Regions from separate parts of the Gossypium arboreum genome. Here region 1 is linked to region 2. Evidence: chromatin contacts called from public Hi-C data. All regions are on one chromosome and are shown on one strand. Each heading gives the region's core, a stretch centred on a gene start, on an enhancer-like site or on the middle of the called end of the contact. The rest is flanking DNA. Distances are from core to core; before and after follow the strand shown. Region 1 overlaps LOC108460195. Region 2 holds the start of LOC108460203 (DUF724 domain-containing protein 2-like).

What was found. A called contact is a pair of places that touch in the nucleus more often than the background predicts.
Region 1: a Hi-C map of leaf shows a contact between it and region 2, with 2.2 times the contacts expected there. The contact joins the enhancer-like site here to the promoter of LOC108460203 in region 2. A contact is called at or near these places in 3 of 5 Hi-C or Micro-C datasets (all in leaf).

The regions. Positions count from the first base shown.
Region 1 is chr8:34,004,951-34,012,405 of ASM2569848v2, reverse strand. It overlaps LOC108460195, which reads left to right. Exons shown (of 27, transcript XM_017759592.2): 22 at 445-675; 23 at 876-967; 24 at 1,294-1,522; 25 at 1,826-2,182; 26 at 2,354-2,427; 27 at 2,545-3,108. The coding sequence ends at 2,650. Among protein-coding and RNA genes, the nearest start is that of LOC108460195, 23 kb to the left of the region's middle. Within about 2 kb of position 3,170, at least 1 of the 2 cell types and tissues checked has an H3K27ac peak or open chromatin away from gene starts, as enhancers often do. A contact at or near this core is called in leaf, where this site is marked.
Region 2 is chr8:33,849,621-33,856,207 of ASM2569848v2, reverse strand. It overlaps LOC108460203 (DUF724 domain-containing protein 2-like), which reads right to left and starts at 1,535. Exons shown (of 8, transcript XM_053018258.1): 1 at 685-1,535; 2 at 1-255. The coding sequence starts at 1,161. LOC108460204 (SWR1-complex protein 4) reads right to left here. Exons shown (of 17, transcript XM_053018259.1): 6 at 6,524-6,587; 7 at 6,308-6,375; 8 at 6,071-6,163; 9 at 5,890-5,937; 10 at 5,440-5,616; 11 at 5,041-5,151; 12 at 4,433-4,528; 13 at 2,597-2,668; 14 at 2,426-2,486; 15 at 2,305-2,339; 16 at 2,123-2,212; 17 at 1,675-2,020. The coding sequence ends at 2,129.

The sequences.
Region 1 (7,455 bases), core at 1,921-4,420, 150 kb before region 2:
TTGCAAGTACTTGTGTCTGACCCATATTTGGACTGGATTATGGGTGCATGGTCTTCTAAATACATGAAAAAGCTTAAGAACTTGTCTGCCCCAAGTCTAAATAACATAGCTTGTGATTACTAACAATAAATGGAATGGGCATGTGATACATAGAAGATGGGACTGGGTGAACTGAACTTCTAGCTTTAGATACATGGATGCCTTTAATTTGGTTTTCTGTTATTAGATGGAAAATAAGCTTTCATCCTTTGGATGGATGTAAATACTCCAAGATCTAAAGCATCATGGATCCACAATTTCTCATATGGTTTTGCGGGTACAATTTCAGTATGAATTTGTAATAATTAAGACAAAAGTTCTGTTTAGCTGATTTTTATCATCTTCGATGTTCTTTTTTGTGCAACTTATTGTTACATTTCCTGATGTGTCTCTTATTTGGTGCAGCCTGGATTTCATCTCAAACAAGTAGGGCCATATTCTTTTTCTTGTCAGAAGCTTAGTCAAATATCTGTGAAAATATATTCCAAGGATGATGCGACTGAACCTATGCCATCTGTTCTGTTGTCATTGAGTGGGGATGATGGGTATAGGAATAACTCTATGTCAGGGACTGGTGGAATATTTGTCTTTGAGAACTTGTTTCCAGGAAGCTTCTATCTTCGGCCTCTGCTAAAGGTACCTAATCATTTTTCTTCTGATTAGAACGTTCAATTTCTTAAGTTAGTTGAAACTGCAATCGGAATCTAGGCATTTGGTTAATCTGAGGTAAATCACGATCATATGCACATTATAGACAGAAATATTTAGGAGGAGTTTTAAACTGGTTTTCTGTTCGATTTAATTACTCCAACAAGTGATCTCTATTTATCTTGCAGGAGTATGCTTTCTCACCTTCAGCACAGGCAATAGAACTTGGCTCTGGAGAATCTAGAGAAGTTGTTTTCCATGCTACACGTGTTGCTTACAGGTTTTTCTTTTGCTTTAACTCCCCAGTTGCCTTTTTGGCATTGTAAACATTTAAGCGCATGCTTCAATGGTATTATTGAAGATAAGTTTTTTATATATTTTTCCTGGCTCTTATTTACATTAAATTGTCTTAAATTTAAGTTTTTTAATTTAGGTGATATGTTCAGCATTTTTTCCAACTCTCCTTTATAGTTGAGTTACAATCCAAACTTCTAAGATTCTCTGCTACATCACTGCAAAACATAGTATATATTTCTTGAAAATGTCTAGCTTATGTCAGACCCGAAGTACTGTGCATGGGTTTAAGGCAGTTTAATTTCTCTGCAGTGCAATGGGCACGGTAACTTTGTTGTCTGGCCAACCAAAAGAAGGTGTCTCAATTGAGGCCCGCTCAGAGTCAAAAGGCTACTATGAGGAGACAGTAACTGATTCATCTGGGGGTTATCGTCTGCGAGGACTGGTTCCTGACGCATTGTATTCAATCAAAGTTGTGAAGAAGGATGGCTTGGGTAGTGCTAAAATTGAGCGAGCATCTCCTGAATCTGTTCCTGTAAAGGTTGGTTCTATTTGCTGGAGCTTTTTCCCCCTTTTTTGGGTTTTTGTCTTAATTCTTAAATGTGTTTAAGCTCTTTTAAGACCTTAAATGTTATTTTGTATGAAGCTTTTGTTGTATCAATGTTTGAATTTGACATCATCACAATTGTAGTTGGAACTGAAGTTATATAATTCATGATCAACTGGGTGAAGCTTCTTCAAAATCGAAATCTCATTTTTTTCAGAAAATCATTTCCATCGACAATACTAGGGCTACTAAGTTTTAAACTTCTGATGTGTATGTGATTGATTAATCACTTTCCAGGTTGGGAATAACGATATCAAGGGACTGGAATTTTTGGTCTTTGAAGAACCAGAGATGACTATCTTAAGTGGCCATGTTGAAGTGAATAGGACTGGGGAATTACATTCTCATTTATTGGTAGAAATCAAGTCAGCTGGTGACACGTCTAAAGTAGAGTCTGTCTTCCAACTGCCATTATCCAACTTCTTCCAGGTAAAGCACTTGCCAAGGGGAAAACATACCGTTCAGCTCAAATCCAATCTCCCTTCTAGCACTCACAAATTCGAGTCGGAGGTTATTGAGGTTGACCTAGAGAAGAATGCTCAAGTTCATGTCGGTCCCCTGAAATATAGTGTGGAGGAGTATCATCACAAACAGGTTTGTTTAATTTTGTTAAAATCATGCATGTGTTCCCTTTTTTCCAAATGATTATGCAACTATGTATAACAAAAGAGTGGTCCTACTAAAACTACAATGATGTTTGATTATATATGTACTTACTGTTTACCATCGAACTTTCCTTTTTTTGCTTGTCTTGCTTACCAATAGGAATTAACTCCAGCACCGGTATTCCCTCTTATTGTTGGAGTTTCAGTGATCATTCTCTTTCTCAGCATTCCAAGGTAACTTGAATATCCTTTGACCCCCCCTTCTTTCCCTCATATGCCTTAAAAGATTTTATATTTATGTGGATAATTTCTGATAATGTTCTCCTGTGTTTTATACTTTTTCTTAAAAAGACTAAAGGACATTTACCAAGCCGCCACGGGAATACCAACACCTGGTTTTATGACAACTGCAAAAAAAGAACCACGGAAGCCAGTTGTGAGAAAGAAGACTTTTTGAAGAACCCTTTTCCACCAAAGGGATGCGACTCTGGGGCTCAGAAAGAGTGTTAAAAGTTTATATTTCGTTCATTCCCCGCAACCCCCCCCCCCCAAAAAAAAAAAAAAAACCTGAGAGTTTTGGTAGATGATAAAACTAATTTGGATGATAGCAGTAACATCTTGGAGAACGTCACTTTGATGAGTTCATTCATAGGCTTTATTAGCTTTGTAGGATTGAACCTGACTGTATCATTGTAGAAGCAAATGAACATAGATGTCAATGAACTAAGTAGCCCAACTCAGCAGTCTTTTGGGTTGAAATATTTTTGAGCTTGGCTCATTTGGGTTCGAGGGTTGATTTCTTTCGAGTTGGGTCATTATAGATTTATCTTATTTCAAAGTCATCTGTTTGGATTAGGGTTTTGATCAATTTTGGTACCATAGTTAATGATGAAATCAAATTGGGTTGAGTTTAAATTTTGGTGGAACAGGTTTAGGGAAGGAAGGGAAAGTAGAAATGCCACAGGCATCCGTACCAGCAAAATTATATAATATGATATGGAAGTTAATTCAGTTATATTTTAAGCAGCTACCAGCTGTAAGAGGAAATATCTTTTGATTTTAGTTTCAGGCTTGGGAATGAAATGGAACTCATGAGACATGAAATTGTAAGACAGTATAGAAACTGAAGTTTCCGGATAATTAATGATGCGTACATACTTGTATTGTTAGCAAGGAAATAACTTGTTGCCAGGCATAATTAAAATGAAAGCAAATATATTATCAAGAACTAATGATGATGTATTAACTAGCTCTACTACAATTAAATTTTCCTTGAAAACCTCATTCAGTCTTCACCCTGAAATCAGATCATATCGAGAACTGAGTAGTATTGAAAAAAAAAAAAAGAAAACAAATTGAATAAGAAATCAATTTAAGTTGACTGTTGAATTGTTTTTTTTTTAAATATTCTAATATTTAATTTAATTGAAATCAGATTGACAAACAACTTATGATTGATACTTGTGTTTTTTTCTTTGGTAAGGGTAGAAAGTAAGAGAACTGAGTGATGGGGAGGAGACAATAAAAGAGGTAAAAGCATTGTATAGGTTTTTGTATTAGAGGTTTTTGTATTAGAAGTCAGATTGTATTTTGTCTTTTTGATAAAAAAATTGACAAATTAATTTATGTATGTTGGATCAAGTTTTAAACTAGTTTACTGTTAAAAACTATTTTTTGTACATTAAAATGAGAGACATATGACATGTCAAGTGTAATTATTTAGTATTTTGTCAACTACTTTAGTTTTTATTAGTAAAATAAATGATATTTTTAACAAAAAAACTTATTTTTAATTTAATGTATTAGGATTAATTTTTAATTTTTAAGTAAAGAAATAAAATATAATTTAATTTTTTCAAAAGAGATCTTTATAATACTTTTACCCGATAAAAAACAACGGATGGAAATATGTTATCCCTAAGATTTGGGGTCCAAAGACAAGATTTCATCAAACAACCATTTAATTTTGGAGATTTGTCTCCTCACTTTTGAAACCCCATTTCTCTCTATTTGTCCCTAAATACAATATTTTATATTACATAATTAATATTTATATCACGTTTAAGTTGAACATGTCAAAACCCTAATGTTTTTTTTGCATTGACTTGCCCCATGCCCATGTGCACCACTTCTAATGGGGTCGAGAAACGAGATTGTTTATTCACAAAAATATTTAAAAAAGCAAAACTAAAAAGTTTAGCTCTATCTTACCACCCATATCCAACAGTGGAAGGGATGAGAGCAGTTTCGGGTCAAGCTGCTCCTTTTTATTATTTATTCATCATCTAAATATTTAATTTATAAAATTCATGATTAATATATTAAAAATAATAATCCAAATCATATCACTAAATGTTATAAGAATAAATAGATTCGACCACTTTAACAAATTTTAGAAAATAGATCAATAATGATTAAAATTTAAAATATTTTTGTTAAAATAATCTATGAGTGTCAATCTTCTAGAAAAGTTTACTCTCAATGAAAGAAAGCAAGAGAGAAAAGAGGCGGGAGGAATTCTTGTTTATTTTTATTAATTAATGCTTTTGGTTCCGGTCTTGATAAAAAGAATAAGTTATTAAGATATATTGACTTTCTTTTCTTTCTTTTGTTAATTTTAAAACTAATTAATTATTCACATAACATTTATAGCATAATCAATGTGTATGACACGTTAATTTTACATTTATTTTAGATGATTTGATGAATTTTTGTAAAATTGGTAGGCCAAATAAGTTATTTTGCCAAATGAAAATTATAATGATATCAAGTTTTCTTAAAGTTTAAATTATCTTATTATACATAAGTTGTAAATTCAATCTTTGTATTTTAACTGTTCAATTTTAGTCGATGTACTATTTGAGTTGATGAATTTTAATTTTTATATTTTTTAATTTTAAAATTTCAGTTCGATCCAAAAGGTAGCAATTAAATTTATTTGGTTAAATTCTACTATTAGTCTTATATTATGAGTAAGTTATAAACTTAATTCATATTCTTCAATTTGATTATTCTTAGTTCCTATACTTTTTGAATTTTGAAATTTTAGTCTTAAAGCAAGCAATAATTGTTAAATTCATAAAATGATATTTTTATGAGTAATATGTAAAAATAATAAATTTATATAGCATTACACGTGTAATAATACATTTACTAAATAAAATTTAAAAATTTAACTGATATTATTTAATCAGATTTAAATTTCAAAATTAAAAAATATAAAAACTAAAAATAATTAAAGTAAAGTAAAAAACAAAATTCATAATTTACGCAGGATTAATAACAAAATTAAACCATTCTTAAATATATAATTGGATAAGGGGAACAGCCAAACCCTCCCAAGTGCTAATAATTCAATTCAATCCTTCAAACACATTTCCTATATGAAAAACAAAAAAACATATTTTGTCACTAAAAAACAATATAATCAATTATAATACACCATTTTTAGCTTTGGCCATAAAATTTTAAAACTTACTTAGGTATTATCACAATTTTTTATTTCGCACCCTTTATGTTATAAAAAAGGGCATTGTGTAAATATATTATTAATATTCAAAGATTTGACCAAACAATATTATAGGCATAAAAAAGGGCTGAGTCTGAATACGTAGCGAAGACTGTAGTCAAAATTTAGGCCTCCGCTCTAAATACTAGGCAGCTGCCGATTTCACACTACACAAACAACGATATAATCACAGCTTTTAATAATATATTTTAAATTAAAATAATATATATATATATATATATATATATCTCTTCTTTTAACTACCAAGCGTAGCCACGAAGGAACGTGGACTAAAACAATTTCAAGTTAGTATAATATTTAATTACAAAAATTTATGTAAAAGTATTGAGTATGCTTAGCATTTCACATTGAAATAAAGAATAACATCATAATATCGGAGAACACGACGAGAAGAAAATCTTCATCCCAACATCGTGATAAGATATAGAAATATGCAGTTGATTCCTTAGACAATAATTTTGAGATTATTTCCTAATTAGACCCTAATGATTTAATAGTATATTGCATTAATTAGTATTTAAAGTGTATCTAAAGTAAGTGAGCGTCAAGTAACATGTAACCTTTATAAGTCTCCTTAAAGCCACCAGAATTGGTGTGTGAGTTAGACCTAGATAAAAAAAATAACACAGTTAAGAGAGAATTCTATGTTTTAGCTTGAAGGGTTTTTCATTCAGAGTTTCAAATTTTTTTCTTTGTTTTAATTCTCTCCATCTTTTATTTTTCTCTTATTAGTAAAATTTCTTTTTGTCCGTGATTTTTTTTATCATTTTAAAGGAATTTTTTCACGTAAAATTTGTATATTTGATCCTTTAAACATTTTCATTATTTTACGTGTTTGTTGCTTATAAAGATTTATCCTATTAAAAATAAACATTTTATAATATTAGAAAACAATTATCAACTTGAATTCCAAAAACTATTAAAGGATTTAGGCTAATTTTAAACAATTATATATATATTTATACAAAATTTAAAAAACATTATTATATAATTTTACTTTTAGAAAACTATTAAAGGGGATTTTTATGGAAAACTAGACGTGTTCTCGATGATCACCTGTCTTTGATTATTTTAAAAAATAAAAATATATTAACAATTGGATCCCCAACAGTTAGAATTTTTAACCATTGGAATCACCGGGTACTTCAAAGAAAAAACCAACAGTTATTGCTTCCAATGGTCTAATTTTTATTTATTATATAGTCTCTTAAGTTTCAATTTTTTTCATTCAATCCTATTCATCTACTCTCTATTTTTTATTCTAATATCTTAAATTTCTCTGAAATTATTCTTCTTCCAAATTTCTATCCTAATTGTTTATAATTTGTTAGATTTTCATCATTTTAAAAATTTTAAAACTGTCCATGGCTCTAATTCATTTAGATCACAAATACATTTTGACATCTAATTACAAATGGTAAGCAAAATTATTATATTTTTATTTTAATTAATATCATTATTAAGTTGTTAATATTATTTTTAAAATTTTTCTATGTTTATATAGTTAGGATGAAGATCAAATTATTGAAACATATATACACAATTTAAGTGTGAGAGCACCGCGTGTTATTGAACAACACTTCAAAGAGACGGGATTCTTGCACGTGTTCTGTATGCTTGGCGGGACTAAATTGGAGTCTGTACTTATCAGTGCTTTGTTGGAAAGATGGAGACCTAAAACACATACACTCAAGGATGTGGTATTATAACTCAGTCTATCGGTTGATGGGTCA
Region 2 (6,587 bases), core at 286-2,785:
TGTATCCACTCTTTCCAGCAATTCATAATTCCTATCTGCATATCGAGGAGGAGTGGGTCTGATATGGAGGGAATCTACAACAACTTTTGCAGTCCCAGACTCATCATCATTCTTAGAGTTCTGATACTTCACCAGGAAAGTCTTATCCTCATTTTCTTTTACGACTATTGCAGGGAACCAAACATCACGTAGGTTTTCATCATCAACATTTACCTCCACTGCTGTCCCAGAGCTAAAAACGGAGCCTGTTGATTGCTTTAAAACACATAAAATAAAATCACTCACACGATACCATAACAAAAGTCAATCAGGTTTCCACAGATGAAAGTTTCGAACATATAAAACTAAATTTACATGACTCCCAGGCCAAAATGCAATGAAAATTAGCAGAACTTAAACAAAGAAAGCACTAAAGGTAAAACATATCGATCGAGATCATTATTTACACCAATTAATTGAGCACTAGAAAGGCCCTAATTTTAGAAGCAATCATGAAAGCATGACTTAAATAGCAAATTTTCAGTGTAAAAAGCTACATGCAGCGAGATTCGCAAGTTCAATACCGGGAAAAAAATTTATTCCTAAAAAAGTTAGGCTCTCAACTCCAAAATAAACCCCCCCCCCCCAAATTTCCAGATAAAAAAAAACTGAAAAATTAAAAAGAATGAACACTTCACCCCATACCTGCTTTTCAGGACGAACCCAGTTGCCATCGATCCAATCCCAATGAACCCTTAAATCTTTCCTATCAAACTCAATGACATCAGGAGGATTATCAAAGTAAACCCTATATTTCGACTTCGACAAAACCTTCCTCACAACGCCAGTCCACCAACCATCTCTGTACCTCGCATCAACGACGTCGTTCACTTCGAACCCGGACTGAGCATTCCCCTTCTCGTTGGGCGGCAAAGGGCGAATATAACCGGGGTCAACATGCTCAGTCAAAGGGGACTTACCATCGTCAGCGAGTAAAGCCTTGTAGCGAACAAATGCCTTCTTTCGTTTCTTGGAAGTGGATTTGGGAGGCATTTCGAGGATAGTGGCCAAGTACCAAGCCCCTCGAAAGCCTTCCTCGTCACTGCTGACCTCGACTTGGGCTCCCTTGCTTAAAGGCTGTTGTTGTTGAAGTGGGTCATTTTCAGCAGGAGAATTCACCATGCTTGGTGAAACTGAGAGAGTTAGGGTATGTGGTGTGGAATCTTTCTAGCAGAAAATTCTAAGGGTTTTTCATTTTTTCTTTTTTTATCTATTTTTATTTGGACACTGCACTTCGCATTTCAGTCAATCGGCTAAAGCTAAATGCTATTGGCCGCTTTTTCTTTTTCTTTTTCTTATTTTTTTTCTTGAAGTTCTCTATCAGTATAAAATTTATTAAAGAATTGAATTTTACAATTATATGCTATAACTCCAACCAAGACAAATGCCTTGTTGCCAAATATTCCTTGTTCATTTATAGATAGTAATGTTTATTATTTATATGATAATGTATTTATTCACAAAACATAGTAAATAATTTGTTTTCTTTTGTTTTGCTCATGACGATTATGTCACAACTGGACTAACACATTAACACTTCTATATTTCAATTACCACATGTTCGGTTGAAAAAACACATGAATCATAAAAATAAATAAATAAACACTTAAAAGGACTTGTTTTAATTGCATGTAATTTGTTTAAAAATAAATTAAAAATTAATTACCACGACAGAATAACTAGGTTGCTCCTGGATAGAAATATGAACATTTACAAAATAAAATACCCAACTCTCTCAGCTAAGCAAAATGGGTGAAAAATACGTGTTGGTTTTTTTGGATCCTGATGCTTTATGCATATTCATTCAAAAAGATGTCTTTTTCCTACTTGACTACACAAACTTACAAAGCCTGGTTAAAGGGTTAAAAAAGAAAAGAGAAAGAGAGAGAGAGAACTTGGTAGTCAAAAACTATGGAACTTGTTCATCTGCTTCCAATGACCAATGGTAGAGTAACAATGGGGTTGGCAATGACCCTGAAATCTTGCAATGAATCAAAAACTGGCTGATGAGAATTTGGGCAAATAAGAAGAAAGCAATATCATCATTTTGTTTATACGGGGTGATGTCAATTTGCTAGCTCACCCTGTTTTATAGATCAGAAGCTTTCATCTTTCTTGGTCTTTTATGAGCTCCCGCTGGTGAAGATGGAGTCTCAGATGTTCTCCCAGGTCCCTACAATACATATACACATCATAAGACCTGATAAGTTCCAAAACTTAAGAGACAAAAGGAAAAATTAAGGCAAGAAAATAATATATATATACCTTTCGTTTTTGCTCCCTCTTGACAACCCTATCACCTGGAATTACTATCAGATATGAAAATGATCAAAACCATTAAACTCGTCCGTCTCAGATAAAAATATTAAAGGAAAATGAGATTTACCTCCAAAACTAATGGTGTCGGGGACAAATGTACGGTCCTGATCAGCAGCACGTTGCGGTCGCTGCTCAATTGACAGAACCCCACAAAGTTTCAATGATTTGAACCATTGACATAATCACACATCTGTAAAACTATGAAATTAAAATGATTCAGAGACTTAGACTTTTCAACCTTTGCAGTGCCTGGCATATCACCATAGGAACCATCACGGAAAGATGAACCTTCTGCCTCCTTGTATTGCAACTGTTAAAAAGACACAAAACTTCTTTTAATGCCTTGGCTAAACTTCTGAACACAATTAATCAAGCATAATTCATAATTTAGATCTAACTCTAAAGATGTGCTTGGTTAGGTGGAAAAGACGAGGGACTAGAAAAATGGAAAGAATAAATTTTAAGTGTGCTTGGTAGGGAAGAAAAGTGAGAAAAAAAATAGAAAAGATGACCATTTTTCATCCTAATGCATAAAAATCAATACTTCCAAATTGGAAAGATGAGAGGAGAGAAAATGAGATAGATGTGTATTTTAGTTCAAAACTATGCATTTTTTCCTTTCATTTTTCAACTTTACCAAGCAATGAATAGAAAGAAATTTCATATTTTCCATCTTTCTATTTTTCTACCACTTCAGTTTTCCATCTTTTTCATTTTCTTTCCACTCTACCAAGCAAAGTCTAAATCCGGAACCCCACAGTTTCAACACCTCGGCCTAATTGGTACAAGCACAATAAATGATATAATTTTTCAGATGCCTATCAGAAAAGAAAATATAATATCTTGGACTCAACGAAAATGAGAAATAACATGACTAAGTTCATTCTCTCTTTTTTTTTCATAAATAATAATTCAGTAAAAGGAATTGGAGATGAGAACTATTTTAACGAAGTTGTACAATAATTTTGCAGGAATTGTTTAACTACAGATCTTAACATGAATGGTAGGCTTGATATAGAAGAGGAGTGTTAACTAACACTCAAGTTTCGAAATGATGAATAAAAGATAGATGTTACAACATCAAGGTGTTTGGTTGTTGAAAATTGTGATACATATTATTCTAATCATGTATTTGCTGAGTTAAAACATAAGTATTCTTTGTTAATGTACCATCTTACCCTTAACATCTTTATTTTTATATAATTTAAAATAAAATATAATAAAATTATTCAAAAATATTTATATTAAAATATAATAAAATACTAAAATAAAAAATATTATAATATTTAATTTTATATTAATATTAAGATAATAAAATAAAAGTATTGTTGTTTGAAAACAATATACTAATATTATTACTTTTTTAAAATAATAAAATATACAATTTTATTAAAATAATAAAATATACATTTAAATATATATAAATATATAAATAACAATATATTAAATTATATAATATTATATTAATATTAATATATTATTAAAATGTATACTTTTAATATTAATATAATAAAATAAAATATCTATATAATTGTATAATTTTATATTAAATATATAAAATAATAAAATATTACTGTTTGAAGTTGATAAAATAATAAAATATATTTTTTATTAATATTTATATATTTTATATTAAATTTAAATAAAAACATTATCAAAAATCATTTAATTTAAATTCAGGCTGAGTCGGGTCAGCCCAAGGACAAGAAATGACGAGCTGGGCTGACCAAGTCAGGTGGGTCACTGGACTCATGAACTGCTGTACTTGAGGGTGAGAATAAAATTGGAACAAAAATAATTGAAATTGAGTAAAAGATGAGTGATATTTAAAATATTCATTCACATAGGTGAAGGTTATCACCCATCTAAGTAAAAAGTCATGTGACCTTGTTATTTATCAAGACTACCAAATGCCATGTTATTTGAAACTCATGTGATAGTTCCGTAATAAATGAGCTATCAAACCAGTTTCAAGCAACCCAAACGGGCCCTAAAGGATTACGTTATTATTAAAAAAAGGGCCCAAAGAAGACGATCATACTACAGATAATTTTGAGACATGAATGTAAAATACCTGTTTCTGGAGATTTAGCAACGTTAGAATTTCTTTTCTTAATTCAAGATGCTCAGCACAAACGGCCTTTGTTGGAACCTTTGGCTTTAAATTAACCTGTAAAGATTAATATAAAACTTATATACCCAGTTTCAGGAAGATAAAAAACTAGAATAATGAAGAATGCTTAAAAGATTAAGAATAGAGTTACAAGCAAATGACAACAAATACAGAGCAAAGGATTTACTTTGGCACAAACCGGCAATAATTATTAAAAGTAATAAAACAGGTTATCTAACAATGACAAAAAATCTATTTTACTGAACCTCTACATCATCTCCAATAAGACCAATTTCATCTAGAAACATAAAAGACCTTATAATTGAGAAATCATATAGATTGAATATGCTCACAAAATGAAATCCAGTGAGAAACCCTCAGAGAGAGGAATCTTCATGTGTAGAAATTGCAACCAAAAAAACTGAATTAGAATAAGTTTAAGAAATGAAGTAACCATTAGAAAGAGTTTTCCGGTCTGGTCATCATGCATATAATTCAACATCATCCACCAACAAGTGATATAAGAATCTATCTGCGCATAATTAAAATTTCAGGGAGCATAGACAAACCCCAAGATCTTGTAAGGTTTGCTCAACCCGCTTGATGGTCCGAAGTCCAGCAGAGGAGCTTGCAGCTTGGACCATTTGCTCAAGTGCATAAGTTCTCAAATATACCCGAAGCTGAAAATTATATTAAAACAGTCAAAGAACTTTTTTACCAGAGCAAAAATATCAAGTAACAAACTTTAGAAAACATAGACACACACAAATTTTCTTCCATCAAACTTCCAAGAAGTAACTCGCCTTAGGTACTAATTCGACCATAAAAATATTATAAGGGTGCACATTTAGTAAGTCGAATTAAACACATTTTACTGATGACAGAAGCAATCATTTCCAATTATGTTTTATTCATTGATGGAAAGAGAATGAGAGAAGAGAAAACTTAAGAACAGATGCTGCACATACCATACGCAAGGAAGCAAGAGTTGAGGCATTATCAGCTATTACTGAGGTAGAAGGTGCAATGGCTGCAGCAGGAGCTTGGACATTGGCCGGAGATATAGTATCTCCAGGACCAACAGCCCCCTCAGCACTTTCAGGACCAACATCTGAGGGGACAGGCAAATCAGGTTCTTCGGCAGCCTGGACAGTATATACATAGCTATATTATTCTAGATTGTAGAAAATCCAGTGGCAATCAGATAAGCAAATACATGAAAACACACACACCCCTATGATTTTTAACTGAATTCCAACTCAAGCATACAATATCATGTGACTATCAAATCAAGTTGAAAATCTTTTTGCCTTTAGACTTTAATTGAAAATTCAAGTGGCATTAACAGACATCATATTTAAAGTCCAGAAAGAGAAATTGCAACTGCCACAATAGCAGCTTGTCCAGCTGATACATACCCGTGCCGCCATACGTGACTCGGCTATTCTTTTTGCTTCAGCAAGAACCTGGAGACAAAAAAACCATAGACCAGTGAAGAATTCTACATATTCAACCAACAAGCCTACATGCAAATAAATGATGTTGAAGATCACATAATAAATGGCAGTAATATAAGGGCCAAAGGAAAAAAATATGCACCTCGGCATCTTTCCGCTCTTGGTGCTTTGTTTGAGAAAGGACCATTGATAAAGCGCGCTTGCGTTCAGTCTCTTGAGTAACATTGTAGGGTTCCTATACCCAGAACAATATATATTAAATAATTTTCTAGAGTGATATTATAGACATCATAACAGCTTACTATTGTTCCTACTTCCTAGAAACTGCAACAAAAAGGTAAATCATTTATATGGTGCTGCCGCTGAATTGATACCAGACCTTAACAAGAGGATGCCCTGCAACTTCTCCAGGAGATGGAGCCCTAGCAACCAGAATGGCTCGAGACACTACATAAAGATAGTGCTATAATTACCATGAGAACCATATATCAAAGCTCAAATGAAAAAGGTTATATGCAATTCTGAACTGTAAACAGAACAGCAAGAAAGTGATTTGAATGATTGCAATAGATAGTCTAGAAATTTGTCACAGTACCACTATAATATCGATCCTTCAGTTCCTCCACAGTCCGGTGTGTTGGGAACCTGTCAGCTATAAT